Regions from separate parts of the Arabidopsis thaliana genome. Here region 1 is linked to region 2. A link is a contact called in public ChIA-PET data. All regions are on one chromosome and are shown on one strand. Each heading gives the region's core, a stretch centred on a gene start, on an enhancer-like site or on the middle of the called end of the contact. The rest is flanking DNA. Distances are from core to core; before and after follow the strand shown.

Evidence for each region. ChIA-PET counts read pairs in DNA pulled down with a chosen protein or histone mark.
Region 1: an H3K4me3 ChIA-PET map of shoot shows a contact between it and region 2, with 10 read pairs. The contact joins the promoter of AT1G56020 here to the promoter of AT1G55917 in region 2. A contact is called at or near these places in 1 of 26 Hi-C or Micro-C datasets (root) and 1 of 2 datasets of contacts at active chromatin or transcription factors (shoot).

The regions. Positions count from the first base shown.
Region 1 is chr1:20,950,446-20,953,478 of TAIR10.1, forward strand. It overlaps AT1G56020 (serine/arginine repetitive matrix-like protein), which reads left to right and starts at 1,411. Exons shown (of 1, transcript NM_104480.4): 1 at 1,411-3,033. The coding sequence starts at 1,771. The coding sequence ends at 2,967.
Region 2 is chr1:20,910,903-20,913,695 of TAIR10.1, forward strand. AT1G55917 reads right to left here and starts at 1,375. Exons shown (of 7, transcript NM_001333746.1): 1 at 1,334-1,375; 2 at 1,260-1,268; 3 at 1,146-1,156; 4 at 1,087-1,111; 5 at 938-964; 6 at 834-880; 7 at 223-247. The coding sequence starts at 1,375. The coding sequence ends at 223. It overlaps SERAT2;1 (serine acetyltransferase 2;1), which reads left to right and starts at 1,214. Exons shown (of 1, transcript NM_104470.3): 1 at 1,214-2,663. The coding sequence starts at 1,476. The coding sequence ends at 2,420. AT1G55915 (zinc ion binding protein) reads left to right here. Exons shown (of 6, transcript NM_001333744.1): 6 at 1-9.

The sequences.
Region 1 (3,033 bases), core at 161-2,660, 40 kb after region 2:
ATGGCCACAACAACAACTAACAAAAGCTTTGTTTGTAGTTGACTTGGTCAAACTACTTCGATTCTATTAACTTTTTGATAATATTGGATAGAGACAAAAGCTATTTGAGTTTCTATTTAATTTCAACTGTACTTTGATCGGAGTTATAGTTCCTCTCCGTTCGATTGGATAGAACCAAAGTTCTTGGATTATGTGCGGTATTGTGCATTCCATTATGATACAATATTGTATGTTTTAGCCCATGCATACGAATTATTGTTTTTGTTTTTTTGATAAGTTTATTTCGGCTGAGGGTTCTAACGGATCAAGGCTTATCACCGTAGGAAAAGACAGTGCATGCCAAAATTTTATTCGGATATGCCTTCGAACAATAAGAGAAAATACATCTTAATATCGTATTAGGTAAAGTATCATTCAACTATATATATTTTAAATGTATATTTTGTAATTGAAATGATTTATAAAATTTTATCATTATTATTATGTAGAGCATGGTTACATCGCAATCTAGGCCATGCATATGCTATTATTAATGTATGTCCAAGATTAAATTTTGAATCAAGACAAATATTCGACCGGTGGGTGAGATATAGATTTTATGTTAGATAGCAAGTCACTCCAAGAGTCCCTTCCGATATTTCCTTGACATAGATTTTACATATTCGATTGAAGAATAGTAATATCCAATACCCACAATATGACACAACCTTATGATAATTTATATATCATATATGACAACATAATTATATAGAATGTGATTTGGAATCTTTTATCGTTGTGGAAAGGAGCTAGCTAGGTTCCAAAAGACAGTATTAACTATTAACAATTTATCTGTATATCGTATCTCTTAATTATTTTTATCAAATTTGACTAAGAATTGCATTTTCAGGTTACACCAATGAAATGTGTAATGCATACTTATATAAAGTTTTATGAAGATTTGTTATAAATATGTATATATTGCTTATTCGTAGATTTTGTCTCGTATCGGCTTCATCTCAAATTAGAAAGCATAATATGGGCATGCAATACGTATGTTAATCTATATTGCTCACCATTTATCGGAAACTCAACAAGAGTTGCCTAGAATGGTATCATAATATAAAGATTGATCCGCTCTTGCCGCTAAGCTCTTTGATCTTAAGCTTTTGCAATTCTAGTTATTTTATTTTAAGACAGAACATATTTTCTGCTTTGAAATGCTAGAATTGTAACGTTATCGTTTCTTATAAAAAAAGATTTGTGTTCTCATATTGATTAGCTATGGATGTAAACCATATTTTTCTTAATCAAAGAGGGATTGTTTTTGGTGAAAGAAAACAATGCTTATATGCATGAATACACGAAACGTGTGCCTATGATCAGACTCAATTATTGGTTGGTAGGTGACCATAATGAGAAAAAATAATACTCGATTCACATAATAACAAAAAAAAAACTTATAAAAATAAATACTCACACGAACCAGATCTAAATTTCATAACATTCAGTCATTCACTCTATCAATAACACAAGCATTGACAACAAAAAAAGGGTCAAATAATACTGAGCCCATAAGATAGGTGAACCCGGCCCATTAAAAACAACCGACCCGAATGGTTCCGGTAAATGAAACAAGTGTGTACGGTGTACCTGAGAGTGAGCTGTGTATATAATGCTTGTCTCTGTCACTCCCACTTCTCTCCCTAACTCTTAACATAGTTCTTTGCCGGCAAATGCTCCAAAGATTCTTCTTTTTTCTCCTATCAACAAGTCCAACACACAAACTTAATGGCTTCCGCTTGCGTTAAAAGTGCCGGTGTTTCGCCGGAGAAGTTCTCGTCGTACGGATGGACGAGCCCTCGGATGTCTTTAACCAGAGACGACAACAGACGCTCTTCCTCCGTTGACAAGCAACAATCTGACCCATTACCGGAAATCCAAGATCCAGTTGTGGATTTCGAGTTTTGCCTTGAGGATCCGGTCACAATGCTCTCTGCCGATGAGCTCTTCTCCGACGGAAAGCTCGTACCTTTGAAGTTCTCTGGCCCTAAGACGACGACGACGACGACGTCAACGACAGTCAACACAACTACCACCGAACCAAGAGGATCACCAGAGGTTCTGAAATCATGCCGGAGACTTGAGATGGAGATCTCTGACCTCTTCTCTCCTAAAGCTCCTCGTTGTACGACTCGATGGAGAGAGCTTTTAGGTCTCAAGAGACTCGTCAACGCCAAGGAACAAGAAGAATCTATTAAAGCTTCTTCTTCTTCTTCATCCACAAACCCCAAAACGTCATCGTTTAAGCAATTTCTTCACCGGGGATCTAAATCTTCTACCGCCGCATCGTCGCCGTTGCAAAAAGAATCAGATATCTCCGAATCAATCTCAGTCGCATCTTCACGTCTCTCACTCTCTTCATCGTCTTCCTCTAGCCACGAGATCGATGATCTTCCAAGACTCTCGCTTGACCTCGATAAACCAAGTGCGAATCCCTTTGCTCCGTCGCGGACTCATTCACGAAACCTTAACCAACCAAGAATCAGATTAGCCAAACCAAGACGGAATCATCCACCGTCGACGCCTTCCGTTGACGGATCATCATCATCGTCGGCGTGTATCGAATCTCGGGGTCTCACCGTGACGGCGGATAGTCCGAGACTCAACGCCTCCGGTAAAATCGTGTTTCATGGACTTGAAAGAAGCTCGAGTAGTCCCGGAAGCTTCACCGGTGGACCTAGAATGAAGCAGCACCATGGAATGCCTAGATCGTACTCTGCTAATGTCAGAATCACGCCGGTGCTTAATGTTCCGGTTTGTTCTCTGAAATCAGGGCTTTTCTTTGGCCAGCTTTTCTCATCTTCGTCTTCATCGTCTTCTTCTTCTCCGTCTCCGGGGAACAAATCTCAGTTACAGAGCAACGGAAGCAAGAACCGGATTAATCGAACCAGGCTTGAACCGAAATTCGAACAATTAGAGAAGTAAACCGGTTTAGTCAGCAGGTTAACCGCTATGATTTTAGGGGGAATCTTAACGCATTTGTTTTTACTG
Region 2 (2,793 bases), core at 125-2,624:
TATTCTAAGAGATATTCGACATTTTTCAATATAAATTTTAGAAACCAAAAAATTGTGTAACTCGAAAGGGAAAGTTCATATATTCTTTGTGAACCAAATCGAATTCTCTAACTGAATAGTATTTTGTGTTTTCATGATTTTGAAGAGCCAAATCTACTTGACTACTGGTTGAAAATTGAAAGAAACCCTAATAAGGGACAATGATAACGAAAGATTGGGTCCTCAAACAATGGACACCACTATTCTACTGCCATTTAAAAAAAAAAGTTTAATATTTTTGAATTTTATTGTTGTTGTTTTCTCATTTCAAAACATCCAAAATTCCAACTAAGATAAGATAACTTATTTGCAGTAAGAAAAACGGATAATTTTATTTATTTGAATCCATCCATCAACATAAAGGTGTGCACAAAGGACAATATTAGGCAAATGACAATGTCACGTAATCTACGTTGCCCAATTGAATAATTTGATTATCATAAAAGTTACACAAGTTTCATTATTGAGTATTGAGTACTGAATAGAGATATCTTCAACCATAATGTAGCTTTCACAATTTCCATACGCGAAAAAAAGATATACACAAATGGAGTGTGTAGAGTAAACTAAACTCACTCTATTATGACTAACAGTCAATAACACGTACGTAGTTATCAAATTATTAATGAGTAAAAAAGTTCCAAGTTAAATTATGTATAAATTAATCATGTATTAGCATTAGATTATTAAAGTGTGAAAAAATGATTAGATTCAGACAACCTTGAAAATAAGGAGTTAAAGTCAAAGGGCGACTGCTTCACGTAACTTTAGACTTACGTCATTACTAACGTCACCTTTCTTTGAAAACCTCCTCCTTTTGAAAACCTCCTCCTTTTGGCAACTTTAATAATAGATCCAATTTTCTTGGTTTTTCCCCCCATTATTTGGAAATTATAACCATTTTACTACAAGTGCCTTCTAAATTCTACAACCCAACAAAAAAAAAAAAATTATATTACATATCATACAAAATAGCTAGATAATAAGTAGTTGATGTTATTGTTATGAAAAAGTTGGTGGCACTAAAAACATGTGATGGCTAATGACCCTTAGATATGTGTAGATAAGCAGACTAATCATGCAAAAATAAATACAAAATTGTAAACATCGTAATTGTCTGGACAATAAATCATAAAATTAAAAACATAAAACCATTTCCAAAATAAAATTGTGTATGGAAAAAAATATATATTAATCTCACTTACTATATAATTCATTACCTCCTTAATCTGCAGAAAAATGTGTATAATTAAAGAATAAAATATTTAGAGAGCGCTAATTAAACTGTAATTACTTTTTGAGATTTTTTTGGGTCAGAGTCAAAGGTCGCCGCCATCTCTCTCTGTGTATATAAGCTATGTTCATCTTCTTCACTCAACAACCATTCTCTCTTCTCTTCTTTATCTCAAACTCTTTCTTCTTCCAAATCATAAACCATGGCAACATGCATAGACACATGCCGAACCGGTAATACCCAAGACGATGATTCCCGGTTCTGTTGCATCAAGAATTTCTTTCGACCCGGTTTCTCTGTAAACCGGAAGATTCACCACACCCAAATCGAAGATGACGATGATGTCTGGATCAAGATGCTTGAAGAAGCCAAATCCGATGTTAAACAAGAACCCATTTTATCAAACTACTACTACGCTTCGATCACATCTCATCGATCTTTAGAGTCTGCTTTAGCTCACATCCTCTCCGTAAAGCTCAGCAATTTAAACCTACCAAGCAACACACTCTTCGAACTGTTCATAAGCGTTTTAGAAGAAAGCCCTGAGATCATCGAATCCACGAAGCAAGATCTTATAGCAGTCAAAGAAAGAGACCCAGCTTGTATAAGCTACGTTCATTGCTTCTTGGGCTTCAAAGGCTTCCTCGCTTGTCAAGCTCATCGAATAGCTCATACCCTCTGGAAACAGAACAGAAAAATCGTAGCTTTATTGATCCAAAACAGAGTATCAGAATCTTTCGCCGTCGATATTCATCCCGGAGCGAAGATCGGAAAAGGGATTCTTTTAGACCATGCGACGGGCGTGGTGATCGGAGAGACGGCGGTGGTTGGAGACAATGTTTCGATTCTACACGGAGTGACCTTGGGAGGAACAGGGAAACAGAGTGGTGATCGGCATCCGAAGATTGGTGATGGTGTGTTGATTGGAGCTGGGAGTTGTATATTGGGGAATATAACAATCGGTGAGGGAGCTAAGATTGGATCAGGGTCGGTGGTGGTTAAGGATGTGCCGGCGCGTACGACGGCGGTTGGAAATCCGGCGAGGTTGATTGGTGGGAAAGAGAATCCGAGAAAACATGATAAGATTCCTTGTCTGACTATGGACCAGACATCGTATTTAACCGAGTGGTCTGATTATGTGATTTAACACAAATGTGTATTTCTTTCTTTCTTGTAACTGATGATGATGAAACAAGTCTTGTCTATTTCTTAATATTTTACTATGTACTAATCAAACAAGTCTTGAAATCAAGCTCATCGATCTTTAAGAAGAAACTAGAGATTAGTTTATCTCGAGGCGAATCAAGAATGTGTACACTTTTATGGATTAATATATTTGTTAATAACATGGATTGTGAATTGGGCCTTAAAGTGGACTGTTAAATGGGCCATGTATAACCAACTCACGCCAACAATAGTTTTCTAATGGTTACTTTCGTCGCCGGAGTCGTGGAAGGTGGAGAAATGGGAAAATCTCACAGAAGAAGTAATTATGAGTCATCGTAAACTAGAAAGAAGAC